Regions from separate parts of the Zea mays genome. Here regions 1 and 3 are each linked to region 2. A link is a contact called in public Hi-C data. All regions are on one chromosome and are shown on one strand. Each heading gives the region's core, a stretch centred on a gene start, on an enhancer-like site or on the middle of the called end of the contact. The rest is flanking DNA. Distances are from core to core; before and after follow the strand shown. Region 1 holds the start of LOC103625728. Region 2 holds the start of LOC100281491 (carotenoid isomerase 1). Region 3 holds the start of LOC103625730 (putative protein kinase superfamily protein).

Region 1 (4,176 bases), core at 150-2,649, 130 kb after region 2:
GCTATTAATATTAATTTTACAAAGTCTATTCATAAGTTATGCTCAGTGCGAGGTTTCTCAGTTTTGCAAAGTACATGTAGTTATTTTTTAGTCTTTTTAAAAACTGGCCTACAGAATCTCTTAACTACAAAGAAATAACATCGTCTACTCCAACAACATACTCCTTTCACCCGTTGCTGGAACACTCATCATCAGACAATACCAAAAAAAATCCCTGCACTTGGATGTTCCCATGTCAGAATTGTGTCACAAAACAATGAAGTACTTAGATTTCCTTTAATATGTAGATCTCTACTCCCTTCCTTCCTAAGCTCCACTGATTTATTATTTATTATGTAGGTTGCCAAATCTTTGGTATTTTGATGGCTCTTCTCCGGTCAGAGGAGGGAAGAAGGAGTGCTATCGTAGGTTTATGGCAAGAAATCAGAGAGAGGAGTGTGGTTTTCAGATCATTTGATGTATCTTTCGTTAATAGAGAGGGAAATGAGGTAGCTCACCTTTGTGTAAGTAAGGCTATAGAGTTGGCTCCTGTTTTATTTTGGCTAAATTGCTTTCCTAATTGGCTTATGAAAGCAGCTAGAAGTGATTGTAATTTTACTTTAAATCAATAATAAAGAACGTGTGTTCTTCCTAAAAAAATCTTTGGTATTTTCAGACGGAGGCCACACTAGGTAAAGATATTTCTCTTAACTTTCTTTTCGTCTCACTGTCACCTACTTCGGGAAGTGATTCCTATTTAATAACAGTCATTTTTTGTTACAAAATCATTTACCATAATTCAATTGCAAAAGCAAATAAAAAAAGGATGATGAAACTTCACACCAGGTATGCTTTACTGTTGTGAAAATAACTATATTAAACTATACTTTAACTATTACACCAAATGTCATCGCATGGTACGAACAATCTAATATCTAATAATCCTAAAATTTGGTCCAGTACATTAGAATCACCCGCTAAGGTACTTCCATTTCCCCCCAAAGCTACAACATCTTTATTACTATGGTAAGCACTTACCCTCTAGAAAATCGTGGAGTTGAAGCTATAAATCTTTTAAAAAATATTTAGATAAGTTATTTTATTTATTATTTAGATAAAAAAATATTTCTAAAAATATTTAAATTGATATTATAAACTACACTTACACACTAGAGTTTAAACTTAGAGTCATCCTAAACACCCACATATTGTATGATCAATTCACTCAAATTCTTGTACACATGCTTCTGATTACCAACTACTTTCCAATCATTTTTTTACTTCCACATACATAACATGTATCATATATTAACTCATATATAATATTTATATACAATTTAAGATATCACAAACAGATTTTTTTTTATCGCGCGCAGGCGCGCGGCACGCACTAGTTCGCATCAAGCTTCAAGCATCCCCACACGCACTCCGCCTCCGCTCCGCTGTCTCCACCGGTCCGCCCCTCCTCCCCTCCTTTGCGCCTCCCCGAATCGCATCAGCCTTTCTCCTCGTGTCGCGACTCGCGAGCGAAACCCTCGCCATGGCGGAGGCGACCGACACCGCCGCAGCCACGCCGCCGCCAGCGCCAGCGATGGCGACTTTGTCCCCGCCTCCTAAGTCGGGGATCCCGCCGCGGTACAACCTGGACGCCAAGTGGGACGCGTGCCTCGACCTCTCCATCCGTCGAGTTGCCTACTCCTCCCTCGCCGGCGCCTTAGCGGGCCTCCTCCTCTTCCGTAAGGATGCTCCCCCGTTGCGCTTTGTCTCGTGAGAAATGGTTGGGGACTTCCTTGCCCGGTGTCCTGGCGCTGGGTTGCTTTGCCCGGTGCGCCCGCTGTTCTAGGGCTAGCGGGGAGGCTCGTCTTAGCCCCCATCTTGACCAGCCTGCCCCGATGCCCAATGCCGATGCGGATGTAGGGCCAACCGATGCAGTCACGTTGCACATTGTGCCTGATAATGATTGCTTTAGGGTGTCGTAGATGACAGAGCTCCTATCTCGTGCTGTCTCCATGATTAACATGGAGCGTTTCGTATAGTCATTTGCGTCAAGGGTGGTGATTTGCTCTATGCGTGCAAGTGAAGCTTTCTTAGGTTAGTATTGGCGCTGTTTGGACTAGTTAGGGCTAAAAATGAGCACAAACTAGCTAGAAACTAGCTAGAGTTGGCTAGCAACTTGTAGAAGGCTTAGGTAACACCTATTAGCCCTCCTGTTTGGATGCTTTAGCTAGCTAACAATTAGTTCTTGTATCCAAACAGGCCCTTTATTGGGTGGTACGGAGGGAGCATTGGATACAGAGGCTGCACGAAAATTTAGACTCAATTTCGTGGACGGAGGATGTTGGAATGTTTGCTTCGTTACCTCAGTGTTGGTTTCAGGGAGGGTACCTACCTGTGTCTGTCTGTGTTGCTTGTTAGGTTCCTATGGTTGGTAATAAAACTTGTGTGCTTAGAGTGCTTCATACCTGCTAATTGCCCTGCTAGTATGTCTAACGAAGTTGGGTATAGCAACCTTCCTGCAGATTGCAGTTTCTGTCTTAGTGCTGACTGCTGAATCGCATGTTGTCTAGAGCTCTGCTCTGCACTGCATATAGATTGTGGCATCCGATTGCACAGGACGTGGATATGTATAATTGGGACCATTAGTGTTCATTATATGTGTTTTTTGCTTAAAGTGATATAAATGGAAATGAGACAAACGGTGAACTGCTTGGTCGTGACTGAGGGTGACAATTGTAAGCTGTACAAGGAAGGGCTGTGTTGCGACTTTTTTTGGTGACTTAGTTTGCTACTTAAAGTGAATTCTATATTTCTTTTGTTTCTCTAAAATTGTCAATCAACCAGACTACTATAGCATTATCATATATTATATGTATTATTCTGGGTGATTGTCAAAAGCCATCTGACGGGTCCCCAGGAACGGGGTACTCAAAGTAGGCCCATTACTAGTGGTGGCCCAACTGGGCGAATAGCCACAGGAGTAAGTCGACCAAGTTCCCCCGAGCAACTGGGCGAGGTAGACGAACCGACTTGCTCGGCGGACGAACCGACTAGGTCCTGCCGAGCAACTCTGCGAGGCAGACGGACCGACCGAATTCCCCCGAGCAACTCTACGAGGTGGACGAAACGACCAAGTTCCGCCAAGAAATTGGGCGAGGCGGAGACGTGAAGACCCGCAACGGGGCCCATACATCTGTGGACCCTAGTTCCACGACCCCCTGTCACGCGCATGGCAGGCACACACCTGTACCCGCTTAGTGTGAAAACGAGGCGGACACTGTTGACCCACGCCATCCACGATAAGGCACGTCGCCACCAAATACCGTCTTGACCGACGCCACGACACGTTGGGGAGTGTCGGAGAGTCTCCATCAACAAGACGAGGCATCATCATGTATGGCCCTTAACGCCCCCAACACAGTGATGCGAGACCAGCCAAGTTCCACTACGGAGAGCCTCAGCACCAGAGTCTCTACAGTAACCCACGAACAGAACATGGTGGAGTGACCTGCCTTATCGGTCGTGCGCTTACGTTAGTATCAGAAGACGGCGTCAGAGGACCTATGTCAAGGGAACTCTCGTAGATAACAGGCCCTACTCCGCTTCAAACGACCCATCCCCTTGTAAAGACATCCCCCTTGAACTATAAAAGGGGGCGGCTGAACAACAACCAGGAAAGACAAGAGAGCTAGTAGCATTCAGTAGCAGTTCTCCTCTCCCTCACACTCTCACTCTCACTTGCATCCTTTGTAACATGCCTCCAAGAGCAATACTAAGATCAACACTACATTGTATGTAGGGCACTTGCCTGAACCAGTATAAACTCTCCTAAGTCGCACGATTCACCATTCGGAGTGAGTTTACGCTAGCCTCTTCTGCCGAATATAAGTTCTATTGTGGCCCCGGTTTCCGAAACCACGACACCATCTGAAAAAAATTATCTGATTATCAACTACTTTTCTGTCTTTTGTTTATGGTGTAATGTGCAACCCTCCTACTTACACTTGGAATGCTTTTTTTCTTTAACTTTTTTAAAAATGCTGTTTGTTTGCTGTTCACTGTCTTTTTGTGAAATTTGCTGCTTCTTTTTTTATGCTGCAATGCCTCTTATTTTTATCAAGTCCTTATATTTTGAATTGAGCTTGTTTCCTGTGTACTTTAGCTGTCTATTTTTGTGGTTTTGTCTATCAAGCCATAATA
Region 2 (4,384 bases), core at 895-3,394:
AGCTCTTCAAGCAAGGTCTTAACTAGGAGAACAATAAAAAAAGAACACAAGGTCAATTAGAGCCGAATATTTTCACAAACATGTAAAAAAAGGTGATATTATAAACCCATAGCTCCAAGTTTAAAAATATGAACCAAGGACAAAAATTGCATTGGTTAACGCTTCTATGTCCAACATAAGAATAAATCCCTTTGGACCACAGTCCACAAGCAAACGTTTGCCGCGCCAATCTGACCGTATCTGGCCACTCAAGCAGTCTATAGAGTTTGCACAAGTGCAGCATGGTCTTAACACTAAAAAAGTGCTTGTGAATATTGAACAGGATAAAGACAAACAAACTCATGTAAGATACAAAGATCAAGTACCTTTCTTTATATGATCTTTAAGTCCATTTTCGCATGAGCTCACTGGCACAAGGAAAAGAAAAAATCAATACCAAACTAATTAAAGAGTATGAAATTATCATTAAAATTGAACAGTTATGTTCTCTAGAGCTCATACTTCAATAAGAAATCCAAGAATAACAGCAGAATACATAGAATTAGCCCAAAAATCACAATATGAGAGAAAACTCTACAGTCAGGACCTTCCATAGTCTTTTCTACTTCAGTTCAGGAAAAAAAAGATGTACAGAACGAATTCAGATGAGCGAGTCATATCAACCGTTAGCATGTAAGAATAAAAAAGGCTGTTCACTAACAAAGCTATATAACTCACGCTGATTAATGTTTGAGATGTTTTGGCAGTGGACCCTGCAGCCAGTTTCAATATAGGACCTCATTCTGACAGTGCAGTTTGATTTAAGTATCTGATTCATTACATCTGCTTCCTTAGAAATCTGCGGCCTACGAAAATACTCTGCAATAAGATTGTTATGTGCCTCAGTCATCACAATTACAGAAAATTGACCGGTGGACAAGTACATAATACCATCACAAAATGGCTTCCCAGTGGATAATATAAACTGAACCTCCATGGCAAATCAGACGTGTCAACAAAAACTAACCAAGCTCCTCACGAAATCTCCCAAGCAATCGCTCCCCAGATTCAACAAGCTCATTGAACTGAGCGACCCTGTGACGCGGCAGATGTAAGAATCAGCTCAGTTAATGCAAATTTCAGTCGAAAAAGGAGATGGATACCGTTCACATAAGCAAGGATGAATTACTTGGTCATGAACTCCACGAAGACACCACGGCTATTGCTCTCATCCTCACCCGCTACCTCAGGTGGCGGCAGTTGCACGACAAGCATTGCTGGAATTTCTCCCTCGCCTGCAACAGTGCCGGGTCCAGTATTTTAAGATTGGGTATTAAAAACATCTGAAGGGGTTTAAAAAAAACAACCTAAAGAGTATTTTGCATTGTTATAATTGTATAATATATAGCAGATTCAACTGTGAGCACGGATAGTGAAACTGGTGGTTTGGAGTAACAATTCTAATCAATGTCATTGATACGATCTTGATGCCTAATTTAATCAGTAGGATTGAGTATGTAAAACAACAAACAAAAAACAAGATGTACAATTAAAATTGGAATCCACAACATGTTTCAATTTGATATTGATAGTACAAAGTACAAAAATCTGTCAATTTAAAGGACAAATCAATAAGAAATGGCATTAGTAATCATAAAAGAACTCATCTCCGCACCAACTATGAAGCATCGGCAAAAAAACCAGTAAATCGTTGAGCCAGATCAGGGACGAACTCGACGTCGAGCAAAGGAGAGCCGCAGAGGTGTCGGCCGCTGGGCACAGCAGCTGAGCAGCGCACATCAACACAGGGGCCGCCGAGCACAGCCGCTGCCGCTGTCCACTACCACTGCTGGCCTGCCGCGCGCAGCTGCTGAGTGAGCCACAGGGTGCCGGCTGCGCACGCGCGAGAGGCTGGCTAGGGGCCGCCGCCAGGGAGTGCCTGAAAGGCCGCGTGATGGGCCGATTGAGGCAATGGCCTTGGCTCAATCCGGTCCAGACCAATAACTCAAGTTTGCATCGACGCTTCGACGAGGGCTCGGATGGAACTCGTCCGTGCTTCGGGCGGCGATGGTCAGCACAGCACTCGGTAGTCGGTTCGGAGGTCAGGCCCTGTCGACTTTGTGGCCTTGAGTTCTGGATGAGGAGATCTCTTGTATTTGTGGTCTCGTTACTACAGCCCATGTTATCTCGGGTCCGTCCTGGACGAGGCAACGGCCGCCGCGAACGGAGAACGGCCGTCGAGAGGCCACGTGTCCACAGCCGTGGCCTCACTCGCACTACTCGCCCTGCTCGTCGTCTCCCCAGTCCCCACCAGTTGCCTTCGCATCGCCGGACGCCGCTCGCCCTCCGCTTCTGCGACTACGTCCGAGATGGCCGCCTCGGCATTGGCCTCCCGCGCGCTGCGGCCTCCGCACGGCCGCCACCCTCCCGCCCCTTCGCCGCGTCCGCGTCCGCGCTCGGCAACCGCCGCCGCTCCAAGGACGCGCTGCCGCGCGGTGGCTGCGGACGAGCGCCCCGCCGACCCCGCGTTCCCCGAGCGCCAGAACCGCGGGATTTCCGGGTACGGACGGCAACGCACCAACAAACCAAACTGACCATTCGGATTTCAGGCTTCGCCTCCTCATCGCGTCGCAGTTGTCGACCAGGGCGGTGGAGAGGCCGGAGGCGGACGTGGTTGTGATAGGCAGCGGGCTCGGCGGGCTGTGCTGCGCCGGCCTCCTGGCGAGGTACGGCCAGGACGTGCTGGTGCTCGAGAGCCATGACCGCCCGGGAGGCGCCGCGCACTCGTTCGATATCAAGGGATTCAACTTCGATTCAGGGCCATCCTTGTTCTCCGGATTCCAGTCCAGAGGCCCCCAGGCAAATCCACTTGCTCAGGTGATCTCAAGTGACACCTCATTACGCGTACTCCTTTTGTCATTTTTTAGTTGGATTCACGCAGACGGACATTGTTATTGATCATGGCGACAGCTTCAAATTGTTCTGATTTGTTTGCCTGCCTCAGGTCCTTGATGCATTAGGCGAATCAGTCCCTTGTGCGTCTTATGACTCTTGGATGGTTTATGTACCTGAAGGACAATTCCTCTCACGGATAGGACCAACTGAATTCCTCAAGGTAATATTTCATCTTGTGCATTTTCTTGATTTTCAGCAAGTTGGTTCAGTACCCATTGGCATGTTTGATTATTATCTAATGGGTAATTATTGGGTATCCTTGTAATCGATTCGATTAGTGTCTAGTTAGTAACCTGGGAATCCTTGTAACACCCCGTCCATTCCCGGACTCACGGTACTTACTCCTGACAGCCTTTTAGGATCATAGATCATTCCCACAGACCAATACAAGTCTTTTGTGTGCACTTTGTCCTCATTCATACGCACCCGAGAAAACTTCCCGATCGGTCACCTATTCCAAGATTGCTCCGGACCAAGCACACTTAACCCAGAGGTTATTTCGAGACAGACTTCCAAAAAAGAAGATGCATCTTATTAGTATGAGTACTTTATTAATTCTATTAAGCATTGGGCCATCATATCACCATCCACCGGGGCCAGAATATCACAATCCTTGACTCTTGTAATCGATTTTTTGTGTGCTTATTATAACAACAGTGAAGGAACCAAAGAAGAGTTGTTTACAGTTGATAAATAGACATGGCTCAATTTTGGACCATTTCAATACTCGAGAAAGGAATCCTTGGATATTACCCGATTACCTTGCTATGTTGTATGAATGTATGGTCCACAGTGCACACTTAGTTGTTGTGATTGAAAGACCAAATGGGGATTTCTGTTGCAGTCGTTGGCTAAGATTTTCTGGGATATCCAGCATAAATTATTAAAAGTAGCATTGTTCTTCCACATTTAACAATATCTGTTGTTAGCATTTTCTTTATGTTGGGATGCTCCCGCTCTTGATTGGATCCTGAGACCTGACTTGTAATCCCTGCAGGACCTTGAGATGTTTGTTGGTGTTGACGCTGTCCAGGAGTGGAAAAAACTTCTTGTGAGTTTGCTTCATATTTGGGTTTAGCTGTTTAGTAAAGGCTTTGCTAGATGTAGATGAACACTTTGAAGTACTGAACAATGCATGGGTATGCACTAGGTATTATCCTCCTTGTGTGTTAGCACTCACATACACTATACCACACAAAGTTCATAACTTAGGATGCTATATTGCCTTCAAAAGTGTGCTGATACCATACTGAAAACAATCTCAGGATGCAGTTATTCCTATGTCTGCAGCTGCAATGGCTTTGCCTCCGCTTTCCATTCGAGGTGATCTGGGCATTATATCTACAGCTGTTGGTAGATACACTCCTTCGTTGTTGAAATCATTCATACAAATGGGACCGCAAGGAGCTCTGGGCGCTACGAAACTTCTACGTCCATTCAAAGAAATTGT
Region 3 (3,924 bases), core at 1,176-3,675, 200 kb after region 2:
GACACAAGACATCACCCGTAGATCTATCCAACCTAACAGCTTAAATTAATACTGTTAGATCCAAACACGTACTGTACTGTACGTACTATCAGTACAATTAATTATTTGCTCAAAATAAAGCAGCTAGCTAGCTAGCTAGCTAAAAAAGGTTATTAAGCGGTTTTCCCATGCCAAGTACAACGAACGATCACTCTAAAAAATAAATACACTATATAGGAAAAGGTTACCGAGCCAAACATTTACAACATCACAAGCGATTAAACACAATCATTGATGAAACGAACCTGTATACATCACAAGTGTTTTAATTTACAACATCACAGCTGTCTACAAGGAACGCTCGTCTCGTCAAAAATAAAATCGTGTTGCAGTTGCAGTGGTAGTTCGTGGGCACACCGCAAACACGTTACACCTATGCATGCAGTACCGACAAGTGGTTTTACTTGCACAGGTTCCCGTTTGTCTCTGACGGTCTGACCTGACCCTACACATTTTGTTCCTACCTACGTACCTTTGACTACTACCGCTATAAAATCAAGTCATTTTAAACTCAACTAAATTATATAAATTAATCTAATATAAAATATATTTTGTGATGTACATATTTGGTTCTTTTCTATAGATTTTAGTAAACCTTCAAAGTTATCTATCTCGGATACGATAATCGCAATCCTTCCGTGATGGAACTAACTAGTCAAACTTTCTAGATTCTGACCTGTCTTATATGAACAAATTGACATTTGTGTCTTCGGACTCTCCAATATTTACCGTTTACTAGTTCATTTTTAAATAAAATACGGCAAACAGAAAACAAATTTACTTGGCATAAAAAGTGCTAGGGCTTCACAATATAGAGCTAGCTAGGCGACCCAAAACTGAAACTGTTATCACTCTTTCAGAAAGTGAGAATTGTAGTGTTTTTTGGGGCAGAACTCATGAGTACGTACGATAATAACCGATCGACAAAGCCTAGCTATATATTCAAAATAATAAGAAAAATGTTTTTTTAATCTTACAGTTTTTTTTTTTTTTTTGTAAACGTAACTTGTGCCTGTTGTCCCACCAAACGGAATGGGACTTAAAAATTAGCTTCTTGTACGTCTGATTGCAGCCTGAGCCTTGTACGTCGCCATCTCGATCTCTAGAAGCGTACACAGCAGCAATTGATAAGCAAAAAGTTGGTCTTATTGTTGTTTCGTGAATCTTGACACACAGGAGCTAGAGTCTGCATAGCGCAAGCCCTCGCTGCAAAGGCAATGTTGGAGCCTTTTGCGACTGTATTTACAACGACCATCATTATATATATATCGCTAAAGACTTTTAGTTGTTGAATGCGTTTTTAGTAACCAATTGTACGTCGCTGTAAGTAAACCGTCATAATGAGAGAGACCTGTATATAATTCAGTCTTTTCGTAGACCATTCTCGCCCGTTCCTTCGCCAGGTTAGTTTTAAACCAATTTAACAATAGAAAATAATAATTATATTCATAGTTACACAGATCATATAAATGTAATACCAAATTGACATAACTTATTTCTTATTCATAATCAATTCACATAGATGTTCATCAGTTTAACCCACAACCATAGTTACATAGACCAATCTAACACATAGACACAGTTCATCAATCATTAGTTTAACTCATCACACATACATATAACATATTCATCAATTGATGCGTAAAAGATGTGCATATAGTTTCATTTTGTTAAAATATGATAGCTCGTTTAGCTCGCGAGCTAGCTCGTTAACAAACCGAGCTACGGTGTCAGCTTAGCTCGTGAAAAAAAATCAAACAAGCTGATCTAAGCCGGATCGAGCTAACCACGAACCAAGTGAGCTAACGAGACACGAGCATTTCGTCTAACCTGTATGACTTCACAGAGAGGTAGAGCGTAAGATAAACAAACATTTTATAACATTTTTTAATTCTAAAATTGTATAGATGAAACAGAATTTGCAGAGCGTAAGCTAATTAAATGGTCATTTTATATGATCCATTTTGAGTTCTAAAGCAGAGGGTTGTGTTCACAGGTTTGATGACCTTCCTGCTCAGTTCCAAACAGAGGTCATCCAATAAAGGAGGGAGAACGAAGACCGGCGGAGACCTGCTACGACCGTTTCGTCGCCATTAGCTTGGGGTTTAGTCCACCCGTCAGATTTGACCAGAACAATTGAAAGACGAGGACCGTTCCTGTCAGAATTGCAGCAGCTGAGCATCTTCCCTGTCAGAGCCACAGAAGATTATCGGTGGCTTAACTGCCCCGCATTATTAATTAGTACCAATAATTTGCACTGCTAGGAGGTAATCAGAGCTTGATGAAATGGAAGGGAAGAGAGGGCAGGTGTCTGTTGGCCCGGCGCAGTCACAGACTAGGGCATCTCCAGGATTAAGAACACAAGCGGGAAAGTTAACAAATCCTGACGTAAAAAAAAACTCGGATTCCACACCGTGTGAGAAAAAGAGAGGGGGAAGGAAAAAGGGCGGCAGGCGAAATGCGCAACGGGACGGTGTGAAAAGAGCGGTTGCTGGCAACCCAAATGGTGGGACTTGGAGAGAGAAACCGCAGCAGCACAACTGCCACAAGCAAAGCAAGCCAGCCTGCGCTGCGAGAGGGAGGACCGAGGAGGGAGAGGGAGAGAGAGAGACCGGACAGGCGGGCAGCAAGCAACGGGCACGAACCGCCGCCGACCTCTCACAGGCGGAGGAGGGAGGGACCGAGGGAGAGACGCTCTCCTCTCTCTCTCTCTCACACACACACGCACAGTCCCATGGTCGCGCACGCCGCAGCATCCGCATCCGCATCCGCCTCCTCCCTGTGAGTCGCCGAGCGACGCCGCGCAGATGAAGGTGTCGTCCAGGAAGAAACCGCCGCCGCAGCAACAGCGGGAGGAGACGGAGGAGCAAGGGTCGTCGGGGGCGGCCGAGGCCATGGACGCCGCCGCAGCCGCGGCCGTTCAGGAGGAGGCGGAGGCGGAGGCGGAGGCGGAGGCGGAGGGGAGGACAGTGCTGGTAGGCGTGCGCGCGGACGCCGAGAGCCGGGCGCTGCTCACCTGGGTGCTCGTCAATGTGGCCGCGCCCCTGGACCGCGTCGTCGCCGTCCACGTCGCGCCGCCGTCCGCCGCCGAGGCGGTCGACTTCGACGCCATGCTCGCCGTCTACGAGGGCTTCTGCAACCTCAAGCAGGTAGTCGCCGCTCCGCGCCTCTCCTCGCCCTGGCTGTTGGCTCCCTCCCTCCCCTTCCGTCCATTTCGTTCTTTACCCTTGCTTTGCTTGACTTCTTATCGACATCCTCCTCCTTGCTGTGTGCTGACTCTGAAAAGATTCTCGTTTTTTTTTCACCCAAGCTCGTTCGATGCAATTCATCCGTGTTTCATGCCAAAATGCACGATTTTTCGGTTGATTTCGCGCTTGGCTACGGGCTACCGGATACTCATTCCACGCACGCGTACGATTGGTTAATTTTTTGGCACAATGACCAAATTTTGCCCTGACCTTTTTTACATTTATCGTGCAAAAGAGATCCAATTTTCACTTCATTTATGGCTTGCCTTCTATGCCCTAGTACAAGTTGGCTTTCGTTTCTGTACCAGATTAAGTCCTTTTACCCATTCTCCCCGTGGCTTTGCCGCTGTGCTGAATTCGCCTGATATTTTTTTTCTTTTATCTGGGTACTAGTAGTACTCCGTAGTAACTTCTTATTCATCCTGTTGCGCGCGTAGATCAATCTAAACCTGAAGATTTGCAAGGACTCGTCGGTGCGCAAGGCGCTAGTTCGTGAGGCCAGCCTGTTCGGGGCCGCAAAGGTTGTCCTCGGCGTCGCCAAGAAGAGGCGTGCGATTTCGTAAGTATAAAGTGCCATCGGCATTGGATGCTCAGTGCTTTCCACTATGGAAGATATATCTCAAGCTTTTCTCATCCT

The links. A called contact is a pair of places that touch in the nucleus more often than the background predicts.
Region 1: a Hi-C map of ear shows a contact between it and region 2, with 2.5 times the contacts expected there. The contact joins the promoter of LOC103625728 here to the promoter of LOC100281491 in region 2. A contact is called at or near these places in 3 of 25 Hi-C or Micro-C datasets (bundle sheath, ear and tassel).
Region 3: a Hi-C map of bundle sheath shows a contact between it and region 2, with 2.2 times the contacts expected there. The contact joins the promoter of LOC103625730 here to the promoter of LOC100281491 in region 2. A contact is called at or near these places in 4 of 25 Hi-C or Micro-C datasets (bundle sheath, ear, leaf and 1 more).

Annotation. Positions count from the first base shown.
Region 1 is chr5:1,771,109-1,775,284 of Zm-B73-REFERENCE-NAM-5.0, forward strand. It overlaps LOC103625728, which reads left to right and starts at 1,400. Exons shown (of 3, transcript NM_001321410.1): 1 at 1,400-1,715. The coding sequence starts at 1,520.
Region 2 is chr5:1,640,010-1,644,393 of Zm-B73-REFERENCE-NAM-5.0, forward strand. It overlaps LOC100281491 (carotenoid isomerase 1), which reads left to right and starts at 2,145. Exons shown (of 10, transcript NM_001360246.1): 1 at 2,145-2,539; 2 at 2,625-2,856; 3 at 2,984-3,094; 4 at 3,932-3,985; 5 at 4,200-4,384. The coding sequence starts at 2,349. It overlaps LOC100273411, which reads right to left and starts at 1,931. Exons shown (of 8, transcript NM_001147848.1): 1 at 1,655-1,931; 2 at 1,169-1,274; 3 at 1,007-1,074; 4 at 718-858; 5 at 366-407; 6 at 1-22. The coding sequence starts at 1,254.
Region 3 is chr5:1,843,623-1,847,546 of Zm-B73-REFERENCE-NAM-5.0, forward strand. It overlaps LOC103625730 (putative protein kinase superfamily protein), which reads left to right and starts at 2,426. Exons shown (of 9, transcript XM_035958914.1): 1 at 2,426-3,188; 2 at 3,725-3,846. The coding sequence starts at 2,847.